Regions from separate parts of the Sus scrofa genome. Here region 2 is linked to region 1. Evidence: chromatin contacts called from public Hi-C data. All regions are on one chromosome and are shown on one strand. The core of a region is the stretch at or near the end of the contact, and the rest is flanking DNA. Distances in the headings are between cores, read along the strand shown. Region 1 overlaps LOC102165006 (a long non-coding RNA gene). Region 2 has its middle 8.0 kb from the start of TRNAK-UUU.

Region 1 (3,118 bases), core at 229-2,728:
ACCCCCCCTGATGGGAAGGAGCCCTCGTGGAAGCCGTGGGTCATTCCTGTGGCCTCAAGTCAGAAGAAGTCACTCCCTTTTGGACTTGATTCCCTGTGACTTGGAGGCAGGCACCAGACCCACAGAACAGGCGGCTCACTTCTCTCTCATGGGAGGAGAGCTGACCAACCACCAGGCCTCAGAACTTCTATACATTTGGAGCAAAAGGGAAGGGGGGCGGGGAGGCCCTTTTCCTTCTGGCACAAATATGCCTCGCTCCCAACAGACAATTCACATGGATTCAGCGGACCTGCTAGTCTTACTGTGGTTGTCAGCTGAAGCTCTTCAGTAAACACTGACAACTCAATTTGCCCCAAATAAGAAGTCCTGGTGTTCCTTCTAGCCTCCTTGAGGTCTGGGGACACAGAAGGAAAAGCATCCTACTTCCAACCAAAGCAACATCTACCAGAAATCTGGCGGACAGCCTGGCCTCCCCGTCCCCAGGGGCTGCTCATGGAGTGCAGTCACCTAATTGTTTGTGATCTGCCAAATCGCGTTCGGAGTTTGCTTGTAGCTTGGAAGTTCTGCCAAAAAGTTTTTTCTCGTTCTGGGCGAGACATTCAGAGGCACCTCTGGGGCCAACTTTCTTTCATTACATTCAGCTAAGATGCAGGCTGTCCTGAGAGAGCCATCATAACTAAGGGAGCGGGGAGGGTGTGTGTGTGTGGGTGGGTGTGGGTGTGGGTGTGTGTGGGTGTGTGTCGGGGGGATAAGTTTCAGCTGAGAGCCCAGTGTGGAAAGTCACCCCTTTGCAGCTTGCGCCCCACGACCCAGGAAGGGCGGCTGAAGGACCCAGCAGGGTTCAGGCCAGTCACTCAGATGCCAGGAGCTGTGAGGAGAGTGGCCAGTCACCCAGGCACCATATGGGCAGCAGACATCTGCCCTTCTTGGGTGGTGACGTTCCTCCAGGGTGGGAGACTTCCATGAGATTGATAACCGCTCTTTTCCTCTGAGAAGGAAACTTTCATTGTGTGCGGTGTGTGTGTGTGTGTGAGAGAGAGAGAGAGTTGGGGTGTGAGTCAGTGCAATTTTTTACCCAGCCACTGCCCGGCCTCTTAGGTTTGATGTGAAATACGCAGCCTGCACTGGAATCAAATCATTGGCAGTGTACTAACCCTGCCAGGTGTTTGGCCTCTGTCTGGCCCGTGTCTGAGGCCCTCTCTCATTGCTCACAGTTCTTATCCTCACCCATTGGGCAAAACCCCATGCTTTCCAAAGCACAAGCTGCCCCCTTCTTCCCTAATGAATGATAGCACGTACGCTGTTCATTTATGCCCATCAAGGGCATAGCTCACGTCCTGGCTGCTGCTGAAAGGAATTGGCAAATAAAACAGACACCTGGTGGCCAGATACCCCTTGCTGGGGTGCTCTCTCCCTGACCCCGCTGGGAGGCAGGCGCTAAATGTTTGCTGGGTGAGCCGAGAGATCCCTGCACCCAGGGGGCGAGGGCAAGGCTCCCTAGGGGTTCAGGGCACGTACAGCTTCTCTCCCTCTGACCTTCAGTTGCTCGACTCTCTTTACAGGCAGTGTGGTCTCATTTAAGGGAAAAAATCAGTCCTCTTGGGCAAGAAGTTGGGAGGACTGTGTGTTATTAATTCCTTGGCCATTGGCTAGCAGTGTCAGCCAGGTGCATTATCTCCCACCTTTTTTCTCCAATTTCTACTCTGTTCCATCTCCACTCACCCCTGAAAAATGGTGGCAGCAAACATTTCCTTATGAGAATGTGGTGAGAATGGATTATGTGGTTGATGCATTTGGAATTTTGTAAAGGAAATGGGCTACAAATTCAAATCTCATCACAGGGAGACCGGAGAGACAGGTGAATTCTGCTGAGAGGTGACATACTTGGCGATGGTTGTGGAATGCTCATGAGGTGCGGCTTGGCTTTATCAGAGCCTGTCTTTTTGGAAGTTCTCATTGGACACCTATTTAAAGAAGGCCACTGTGAAGAGACTAGAGCAGAGGGTGAAGGTCGGCAGCAGGGTCCATGGAAACACTAAAAACCTGGCGGTGTTTATTCCGAGGGAAACTGGAGGGACCAGTTTTTAAGCATTTGAAGGGCTGCCGCTTAGAAAGATCCGAGTTGCTCTGAATAATCCTGGCTGCGCAAAAGCTGAAAGGAACCCAAATTTGAAAAACCTAAAGGAAGATATTTCTAACCGTTAGATTTATCTGATTGTCTCATTCAGTTGGGATGAATGTGAACTGAACACTGATGAATAAAACCTCAATGCTCTCTGATTCATAATTCTGTGATTTTCCTGTGTTGTCTAAATCTCCCTTATAATTTCAGTTATATTTAAATTACCGCCTGCCCAACAAGTAACCTCCATCTTTACTCCTCAGAGAAACGTGCTGGGATGCCCCGCAGGCAGCTGAATCATCCTCAAGTCCTGTCCTTACGTATCACCCGCTCTTCGCAGGAATGCCTGCACTCCCTTTGAGGGTGATTTTCAGATTCTGCTTTAAAACCTTAAAATCTCTGCTCCTCCTTCATACCCGTTCAGTTTCGGGTTGTAGGTCCCTAGCTGCCATGCCACTGGTTTTTATTGCTTGGTTCTATTTATTCTGTTGAGTGCTACGGTGGGTACGAGGTCTCTGCCCACCTTATCCCCAGCCCCCTCCTAAACAGAGAGTCACATGAGATGTGGCCTGGGGTACATTCTGCAGAAATCCTGACACCTGCTGATTCAGAATCTTCAGCCTTCTAGCCATCAATACCATTGCAAGATTTTTAGTTTTCACAAGCTTCACAGGGGAAGGTAGCAACACTAAGACCCTGGGCTGGATTTCACCAATTTTGATGAATATCTAAAACTATAGCCTCTTTGGTAGATACTGTTGCAATTTAGGATGTGGGCCAAATTTATTATGCAAATAATAGGATTGTGTGTGAAGACGTAATTGATGTTCTGGTTTTACCTGTTTAGATCATTCATTCAACAAACATTTACTGAGCGTCTCTTATGTCCAGTGACCTGGGGCAGAGTCAAGGCACCATAAGACATGGCAGCTGCCCAGAAGAAGGTTTTGTGATCTTGCACACCCTGGGATCATTTTGAAGATGAGATAACATAAT
Region 2 (3,118 bases), core at 433-2,932, 120 kb before region 1:
GATGTTAAACAGATACCACTTAAAACAAAATGCTTTGACATCTCACCTTATTATTTAAAATGTAGAATCACCCAAGGTTTTATGCAGAGCTCCCTTTTCTGTTGGTCTTTCTTTAGACTGAAGGATTATTGCCTAAGCATTATAGGTGCATTACTGTGCTAGGCATTTCAAAAGGTTGGAAAATGCTGCTTATTTCTTCCAGCTCCTTTGCAGTTTTTTGCTTTTCTTACATTTTTAGTGCAAGGAAATAGAGCACATGGAAATGTCAGTTTCAAAAAAATTTTCATAAATTCTGAGCCTTTGTGTTAAAGGAATATTTTTATTTGGAGAATGGTTGGAAGCAACCAAATTACTGCAGCTGGTTCCGTGGTGCTTAAAAAGCAATTGTCGCTTGCGTCTGATTGCTTCTGAACATACTACGACTAGCATAGTGATAACAAAAGGAAGTCTGAACTGAGATATTAAAGGACTACTTCCTCCCCCTCCTCAAGTTGTTAAGTATTATTATCCCAGATAACTGCCTTCTGATGTTCACGCTCGTTTCCTTCTGGTAGAATTTGCCCTTTTTGAACCACATAGATTGAGTTAACTCCAATGAGAATGTACGTTTTCCAAAATAGACTTCCTAAGTAGCCAATTAAAAACAGAAGCGCTTAAAAATAAAAATCTTCTCTTTGAAATGGTGATTGAGCCTTTGGGATAAAAAATCCCATTTGCGAGTTTAAAAGGAATAATAAGAACTTTCCACTATCAACTGGTTGAGTAAAGACTGAGGAAAATGCCACTTTGCTCTTCCAAAAAAATTAGAAAATAAAGGGATATCAAATTGATCGAATCATTGTGGAAGTTTGGCTCCATTAATCTCATGCTTTTCAGTATGACCCAGTTAGCAGTAAAACTCAATTTATGCGAGTATGCAAGGTAGCAGTTTTATTCAAATTGTCTCTTAGATTTGGTGACACAAGAAGAAATGAAGCAAAACTACTGTTTGTGTAGCAGGGTTTTGGGTCCCACCACCTCCTCATCCCTACGTATAATGATAAACGCATTACCTCCATTTAAGATTTACGTAACTTTTTATGAAACACTATCACACTGATTTAATTGACTGCCCCTTTAACATTATAATTCATTACAGAGACTGGGAAATGATTATTTCCAGGTGTGGTTTCCATTTTCTCCCTCTATTTTGTAAGTTGTACGTCAATGTTATGAAGCTAAATGTTATGAAGAAAAAAAAGAAAGCCCTGCTAAAATGAGTTCTTGTTCTTAAAAAACTGAACTGATGATAAAGAATGATTTACTATCAGTTTTTGTCTTTGCAGTGGTGGAAAGCTGGGAGAGGACCAGCCATCCTCTCCAGTTTGGCCACCGCATTCTTGGCTTAATAGTGTGTTAAAATGAAATCTCTGACATGGTCTTTGTCAGGGCTGTTAATTTGTACCTGGCAGAAACATGATTCAAACTTTTCTGGAATACAGACTGAGGAGAAGTTCCAGTCAGGAAGAACTATTGGGACATGTAGAATTTCCTCTGGAAGCCGATGAGATCTCTTATCTGAAAATCAAAGGCTTTGCCTCAGTCTTTGAGATGCCCTCTCTCAGTTAATGGGTGTTAGGGGAGACGTTCTCTTAGGTAGAGAAGGGTTGACAGAACTTGTGAGGTCTGTTTTTTTGCAGCTAAGTGTGAGTGCTAAGGCTTTGGCTTACTTGGCTCCGTCCCCTTATAGCCTCGTTTGTTGTTCCTACCTAATTTTATTGCCCATTCTTACTAACCTTCAAGTCCTAAAGCCCTTTGAGAAAAAATGTAAACCAAAAGTGATTATTTGGAGAACGCAAAGGCTGTATCCATGTACGAGATCAAACATTTCCTCCTCTCCCTTGCTCTTTACCTCTGAACAACTACCCTTCTTTCCGCTTGTTTTCCTTTGCCCTTGTTCTCTTGACAGGGAACGTCTTCACACTCACTGTTCAGGGCCATCATGGGACCCGCAGGGTCCGGGATGAAGCAGAGCTCCATCTCTGCTTTAGGTTTAGGGGGAGCTAAACCCAAGGGAGGTGAGGCCTATGCTGCCCTCTTAGGTGACGAGGAGTTCCGGTCTGGTGGTCTTCCCTGGGTGTCCAGAGCATGGCTTCCAGCATCTTGTGGCGAGGGGTCTTCACGTGGTTGGTCCAGTGCTGTTCCAGGACCAGCCCCAACCCCCCTTCGCCTCAGCCAGAAGGTTGAGTGTGGGTGTGAAAAGATACGAACCAAGAGGAGCAGAAAAGATAACAGCAGATAACTGGAAACATAGACTTATCTTCTGTTGTGGAAAAGAAAAAAGCTCAATGTAAAAATGCGGTGGCCACATAGAGAATTGTGCGGAATCCCCAGTAGACGTGGTGTCGGGCCCACGCTGCAAACCCAGCCCCAAGCATCTTCCACGTGCTTTCTGTGCTTGGGATGATGCACACTGGCCTCTAAGAGGGAGGACTCCTTCAGCTGCAGACGCAGACACCTGATTCAGACTTCCTTTAAAGGGAACTCTGGCGTGTCTCTTGCTTTAGGGATCAGGTGATATTGTTGCCCGTCTCTGCTTTTCACTCTTGTACGTGTTCATTCTTCAGCCAGGTGAGCAGCATGGCTCACAGATGCCCAAGACTTACCATCAACCATGTTGGGGACCCCCGCACACCAGGAGGGAAAGTGAAGTTCGGTCAGAGTCACGTGCCCACCCCAGAGCCAGGGATGGATGAGGTTAGCTCTGCCCGAACCACAGGGAATGGGCTTTCTGCAGGAAAGGGTAGCTTCCATTACAGAAAGCATATGGGAAGTGATTCTGGGCACCCAGCACCAAAAACTGTCTACCACGTGGTCTCTATATTACACATCAAGGATGCCACTGCTCTAGGGATCAGTACTGTCCTACCACCGCCTTAGAGTGTGGGTTTGTTTCTTAAGGAACTTGTGATGCTGCTTTCTCTTCTTTGTTTCCTTGGGTGTCGTTTAAACCTGTACCTTTGGCCTCTACCTCTGACCTCACGTGGGGCTTCTATCACAGAACACAATGCTCATCAATATTTCTTAACACTCGTGGAGTAAATGGCGGCTCGAAATCCCCTTTGGCTTTATCACTGTA

The links. A called contact is a pair of places that touch in the nucleus more often than the background predicts.
Region 2: a contact with region 1 is called in a Hi-C map of omental adipose tissue, with 3 times the contacts expected there. The contact joins two enhancer-like sites. A contact is called at or near these places in 2 of 5 promoter capture datasets (fetal skeletal muscle and liver), 23 of 47 Hi-C or Micro-C datasets (alveolar macrophages, brain, embryonic fibroblasts and 13 more) and 1 of 2 datasets of contacts at active chromatin or transcription factors (skeletal muscle).

What each region holds. Positions count from the first base shown.
Region 1 is chr18:46,924,276-46,927,393 of Sscrofa11.1, reverse strand. The region is part of intron 1 of LOC102165006 (a long non-coding RNA gene); the gene reads left to right. Among named protein-coding and RNA genes, the nearest start is that of TRNAK-UUU, 130 kb to the left of the region's middle. Within about 2 kb of position 1,478, at least 12 of the 83 cell types and tissues checked have an H3K27ac peak or open chromatin away from gene starts, as enhancers often do. A contact at or near this core is called in omental adipose tissue, where this site is marked.
Region 2 is chr18:47,046,610-47,049,727 of Sscrofa11.1, reverse strand. No RefSeq gene overlaps it. Among named protein-coding and RNA genes, the nearest start is that of TRNAK-UUU, 8.0 kb to the left of the region's middle. Within about 2 kb of position 1,682, at least 5 of the 83 cell types and tissues checked have an H3K27ac peak or open chromatin away from gene starts, as enhancers often do. A contact at or near this core is called in omental adipose tissue, where this site is marked.